Regions from separate parts of the Mus musculus genome. Here region 1 is linked to region 2. The links are chromatin contacts, called in public promoter capture Hi-C maps. All regions are on one chromosome and are shown on one strand. Each heading gives the region's core, a stretch centred on a gene start, on an enhancer-like site or on the middle of the called end of the contact. The rest is flanking DNA. Distances are from core to core; before and after follow the strand shown. Region 1 has its middle 110 kb from the start of Platr5. Region 2 holds the start of Spp2 (secreted phosphoprotein 2).

Region 1 (2,772 bases), core at 123-2,622, 450 kb after region 2:
TTCATTCTTCTGTCCTTTCTCCATCTAGTCTCTCCTGCACTGTTGTCCATTCTTAGAACAAGGTGGCATTCTCAGCATCTTAGTATCTCGTGGCCACCTTTGGGAAATTTTTGAATTAACTATGCACAGCTAGGACCTGCTCTCCAGGCTCTGATCTTACATGGTATCCTGGTGAGCTTAGAGTCTAGGGGCAGTGGTACTGTGACACCCTAGGGTCTATTGCAGATGACACTGACTTAATCAGATCCCAGGTTCTAAGACTTCTTCCAGACAATCAGTGATGTGCATGTCCAGTCTGTGCACAGGGTCAGTGAGAGCCCCATGAGTTTGAAGCAGAGTGGAACACCTAGTGTTCATGAGCTAGGGGAGTGAATCTGTACTTGGCCAAGGCACCTTCTGAGCATAGGACACTGTTGGAGCATGGTCCATGCAGTTTAAGACCCAACATAGGACACTGTTGGAGAATGGTCCATGCAGTTTAAGACTCAAGCATGTTATATCTGGGAAGAAAATGAAGTTGCCCATCTGTGTTTTAAAAAGTCTATGGAGTCACATGATTGCAAGCTGGGACTCTGTATTTGGTAACAACATGAAGAGCAGTGAACTGTGGGCAGGTCCCTTATCCATCAAGCATGTACTGGACCCATGTGACCCAAGGGTCAGACCAGGCTGCCAGACCACTCACCTACAGAGTAGGCTCGGACAGGTTCTCTCCTACTTGTCTCCCCTCCAACCCCCCGTGCTTCTGGAAGTTAAAAAGAATTGGGTTACATCATAGAACTATGGGAGGATTGAGCAATACAACAAACATAAGGCAGCTGACACAAACACACACACACACACACACACACAGAGAGAGAGAGAGAGAGAGAGAGAGAGAGAGAGAGAGAGAGAGAGAGAAGCTCTGTCCCCTCCTTACCTGGGCTGAGACCCTTGCTCTCACACCTAACAGAAACTGACAGGTTTTCTGTCCATGAATAAGATCTGTGGCAGCTCCAACCCTCCTTTCAGAGCCTTTGTACGGAAACCTGAGCAGAGAGACTGTTTGAATTTGCTCATGCAAGGAACAATGTTTGCTCGGGGTTGGCTCCTGTGTTATGAATTTTTAACCTCACATAAATCAAAACGGCAAGAAATGGACAAAGGACAAATTTCCTGTGCCAGGACTAAAATAGAAGCCGTCTGCATCTCTCAAACAATTCCAATTATGTTTCCATAACCAAATCATGCTGAGATGAACGGTTGGAATATTTATATTTAGGTTCTGAAGCATAATGTAAAATAAATGAAAGCAGTCTGTCTTCTCTTCTCACCGCTAAGGCTATGCCACTTTCCCATCTACAAAGGCAACTCAGAGACCAGGGTGAGCAAAGGCCACAGTGCACCGGGGAGCCTTTGCCTCTTGCTCTCATTGTTTTTCCTAATTGACGGCCTCCCAAAGTTACTGATACTAAATGTTTGGTAGAAATGGCTCAGTGGTTAAGTGTCACTCTTCCAGAGGACCCAAGTTCAGTTCCTAAGACCCATATCAGGGATGCAACAGTTGCCTGTATCTCCAGTTCTCGGAGATCTGATCCCCTCTTCTCCACTCCTCTGGCACCTATACTTATATGTGCACAAACTGCCACACACACACACCACACACACATACACGTAATTAAAAATAAAATAAATCTTTTTTATAAAAGCAAGGTTTACATTAGCAAATCTGAGACACATAAGCACCAAGCAATCCATGTGGCAGCATCTTATAACCAGAGATTCTCACCCTTCTAACATATGTACTCACTCATTTCATAATCTTCAGCTACTCTTAGACGTTGAAAACTTGGAAGAATACAAAAACAGCTAAGAGATTTGCCCTCTTAAGATCAAATAGAAATGGAAGATATGCAAGTGTTTGCTTGCTAGAAAGTGTGGGGAGGGAACACAAACTTTAGAGTGTCAGTAGCAAATGTCATGAGCTCCTAGAAGCAGGAGAGACAACAGCCATAATGACAACTTTAAAGGGTTCTAAAGGCATGACTTGGGGAGTGGGGTTATGGTATGTTGTGGTAAAATCTCCAACCCAAAATAAGCCCGTGTAAAGAAATATGAATACAAGCTGTGCTTCTAGACTGGGCAGATGTACCACTGCACTACTCTAGTCCCCAGCTAGGAGATCCCTTATAACTTGTGGTTTCTCCAAACCTTGTGCTTCTGCTCCATATTCCTTCTACCCCCTCCTTTGGCGTCCTCTCTTCTCTCTCCTTCCTCCTTCTCCCTAAGATTCTGTGACATGCTGACACAGAAGTGGTGAGAGGTGCAGTGGAAGTGGACAATAGCTGGAAATCAGATTAAGGACAGGTAGGCAAGCTTCTGAAGATGAGAAGGATGGATTTCTTCATCTCATAGGAAACTGGAGGCCTTTAGGGGTGTTTAACAAAAGCGTTGATAGACATCAGCCTTGAGAAGGAGCCGCTTGTTCTCCCTCTCCTTCTCCCTCTCCCTCTCCCTCTCCTTCTCCCTCCCCCTCCCCCCCTCCCCCTCTCCCTCAATATATATATATTTGCTGAGATACTCACTGAAAGATAAAGTAGCAGGTAACAAATTTGATGGACTCCTGTCCCCTGGACCTCATGGTCTTATGGGACAACAAGAATGAACAGACAATACAGCCATGTGTGAGTGTATACTAAGTGAGAGACGGTCATGGAGGGCAGGCAGGTACTCAGCATGGTGTGATGGTGTGGATGTGAGATGTCTCTCATAGGCTCATGTGTTTGAACACTT
Region 2 (3,204 bases), core at 559-3,058:
CGGAGTGGTGGGGTGGGGAGCCGCATTTCATATTCAAGCCATAACACTCACAGGGGCAAAGTTCCCTGGCTGAGAATCTCTGTTCTGTATGTATTCTCATTTCTCAGGCATGGGTGTGGATCTGAATCACATGGAGAGAGAGGGAGAGGAGGAGGAGAGGGGGAGAGGAAGAGGAAGGGGGAGAGAGAAAGAGAGGTGGGAGAAGGGTTTGTCAAATAAAGGCAACTGGTCCTCTCTCTGGAGTCTCTGTTGGGTCCTTCTGGGTGGGTCTGGAAGGTACACATTTTCAGTGAAAGTCCTAGGTGGTGCTGAAGCTATCTGGGGTCTTTGCATGATGCCTATTCTGATGGCACCACTGACGTTTCCAGAACCCAGAAATACTGAGATGAGGACAGAAAGCAGACTCTTAGTGACGGAGCTCAGTTTAGCAATCGTGATGCTATAAGAAATCAGAAGGCAGCTGTGAAGTTCGTGGTTTAGGGATCAGTTGAAGATTCCATTTTTACATTTGTTCTAAATTTAGTGATCCCACCCCAGTGCAAATAATATGATGGGGAGGATGAGAAAGAGGAAATGACCTTGGAAAGTAATGCATCTTCATTTACGATGCAGCCATAGCCCATCGGTTCTTGCTCAGTGTGTTCCCAGGTACTCCTGTTAAATGGTCTGTGATGTACTTTATATAAATTTCCAGGGACTGTGTGCAGGGCTATACAATGCTTCACTTACTGCCACCCAATTTTGAATACTTTGACCGAGTATTTGGGGGCTGGAATAGCAGAAAATCACTGGGATGATGGAGGCACACATTTCTGCAAACCGGAGGAAGAACAAGAAATCACCATAGCATGAGCGTGACTGGATGGCTTATATTTAATCTTCTGGGTTTACAAGACATGATGGAATTCTGCAGGGGCATTTTAAAAGTCATTGCTTTCTAGCTTCCATCAGAGCCCACCCTGCACGCCTGGTGCTAACACTTAATTATAGCCAAGAGAATCTGAGAAATGCAGTGGTCCCCCCCTCCCTCACCCCAGCAAACGTCAAGCAAAATCAATAGCTCAGTGCTGGCAACAGGATGCTGTTGTTCCCTTCATCTCCTCCGCTCATCTGCAATTGCTTTTATTACTGCAGTTCATTTAATGAGTCCAGAGCGTTTGGAGCCAGATGGTGACATTAGTTCAATCTGGAAGACTCTAATGGAATTGAGTTCAAACCAGGTTAAAAGTAACGGAATTACAAATTCCAGTGGTCATTGTCTTGTGGTATTACGCTCTGGGTACTTGTTATACACCAGAAGTTAGCGCCAGCTTCAAATGAAAGACCTGAAAGACAGTTGAGTGAGACCTGGTGCACTCATACACTCACTCATCCGCTGCATGCTTCATTACTCTCCCTATCACAAACACGGCCATTGTGGTTTCTGAACCATGGCCTCTGTAGTGGAGGTGGCAGGCAGAGCTAAGCCAACAGGAAAATCACTCCGCGTGAGTGCAGTCTCTAGGAAGGGAGGACTCTGGCATTGAGAGGTGGAGGGTGAAGGATTTTGAGGACCTGGGAAAGGACTAGATGCACAAGCTTTAAAGTCACCGTTTTGTTGAGTCCACAATTATGTCCCCTCCCCCAAAGAACAAAATGCAAAGAGAGAAGATAAACATTATACAGGGAGACCCAAGCCTCTCTGAATGTCTCCTGCTGTGGGATAAAGTCCCTCGGAGAGGTCCAAACTTCAAAAGTGGCCTCAGTCTGGAATTTTTCCACAGGAAAAGTCAGCAGTAAATATTGACACCGGAATCAATCATCTCTACTGAGGTTCCAGATTGCTCCAGCCAGCCAGGGCAGCTAGGTCACAGGTGACAAGAATAAGACAGCCACCCTCTGAAAGAGCTGTCATCCAGAAGCCTGGAGAGAGGCCGTCTCCCTGACTCTGGGTCGCCATCCTCTCAGTATGGAGCAGGCAATGCTGAAGACGCTGGCTTTGTTGGTGCTGGGCATGCACTACTGGTGTGCCACAGGTAAAGGACACATGCCACCGCTGGCCACCTGCCCTAGGTGATCACAGCCCTCTCGGTGCCTCATCTCTCTCTCACTGTGGCCTGTGTGTTTGCTGTCTAGGTTTCCCGGTGTACGACTACGACCCTTCCTCTCTGCAGGAAGCTCTCAGTGCCTCAGTGGCAAAGGTGAACTCGCAGTCCCTGAGTCCTTACCTGTTTCGGGCGACCCGGAGCTCCTTGAAGAGAGTAAGTGAATGGAGATACCTCCCTGAGCCATTTTTTTACCACCCCCGCCCCCGTCTTGACTTCACCTACTTTGTTGAGTAGATTATTCTTCTGTTTACAATGATCACAGTCTGTCCTCTTCCATGCTGACTTTTTGGACTGAGAAGAGATTTAATTACATTTTGTTGTTGTTGTTGTCCCGAGGCTGTCAAAGCTTCCTGGGACATCTGATTCTTCCCTCTGTGTTTTCCCTCTGACCTCGGCTTTTCTCTGTGTGTGTCCTGGTTTGGGGTGAAGATCCCAGAAGTCCTTGTGATGCTGTTTGATTGGGAGGTGCTGCCTAATGAGAAAGAGACTCTCTCCCCACTCAGCATTGGGCTACCAGTGTTTATAGGAAAGAAACGCTGGCTTCTGAGTCCATGAAACCCACCCACTCTGGTGGACTTGATAGTGCTGTTTCCCGATCACCTAGAGAACTTGGGAAAGAGACATTATCTCGGGCTTGCTGTGACTCACTGTGGCCAAAGTGAGGGGGAAGCAGAACAGGATCATAGAGAGGCCTTTCTCCTTCCTGCTCCCTGAGGAGTCTCTCTGTCTTCTTATAGGCTTAACTGGGCTAACAGGGAGGTAGGGACAGACATGAAGAAGAAATAGGACTGACAAGCTCATGGAGACATGAGTAGAGCCTTGTGGTCAGCAGCCACTACCTCCACACAGAGGCCACATGGCCGCTCCTACTGGCTGCTCCCTTTTCCACCCTATTCTAGGCTACCACCTCTTACTTACACTCAGCTACTCCTCTCATACTCAGCTGCTCCTCTCACACTCAGCTGCTCCTCTGCTCCTCAACAGCATACACACTTCATTCTCCCAGCTCAACTGCATGTAAAACATGTCCCTTTGGTCCCCTTTTGCAGACACTGGTTCCAAGTTTTCTTTCTCCCAAATGCAAAGCAAATTTCATTGCTTTGGTTGCCTTTTCTAG

The links. Promoter capture Hi-C pulls out the DNA fragments that hold promoters and counts their contacts.
Region 1: a contact with region 2 is called in a promoter capture Hi-C map of liver, with 5 times the contacts expected there. The contact joins the enhancer-like site here to the promoter of Spp2 in region 2. A contact is called at or near these places in 10 of 39 promoter capture datasets (the 3T3-L1 cell line, the HPC-7 cell line, embryonic stem cells and 3 more), 1 of 115 datasets of contacts at active chromatin or transcription factors (double positive thymocytes) and 3 of 9 other capture datasets (adipose tissue, liver and macrophages).

What each region holds. Positions count from the first base shown.
Region 1 is chr1:88,860,344-88,863,115 of GRCm38.p6, forward strand. No RefSeq gene overlaps it. Among named protein-coding and RNA genes, the nearest start is that of Platr5, 110 kb to the left of the region's middle. Within about 2 kb of position 1,373, at least 4 of the 459 cell types and tissues checked have an H3K27ac peak or open chromatin away from gene starts, as enhancers often do. A contact at or near this core is called in liver, where this site is marked.
Region 2 is chr1:88,405,202-88,408,405 of GRCm38.p6, forward strand. Spp2 (secreted phosphoprotein 2) reads left to right here and starts at 1,809. Exons shown (of 8, transcript NM_029269.3): 1 at 1,809-2,015; 2 at 2,116-2,240. The coding sequence starts at 1,949.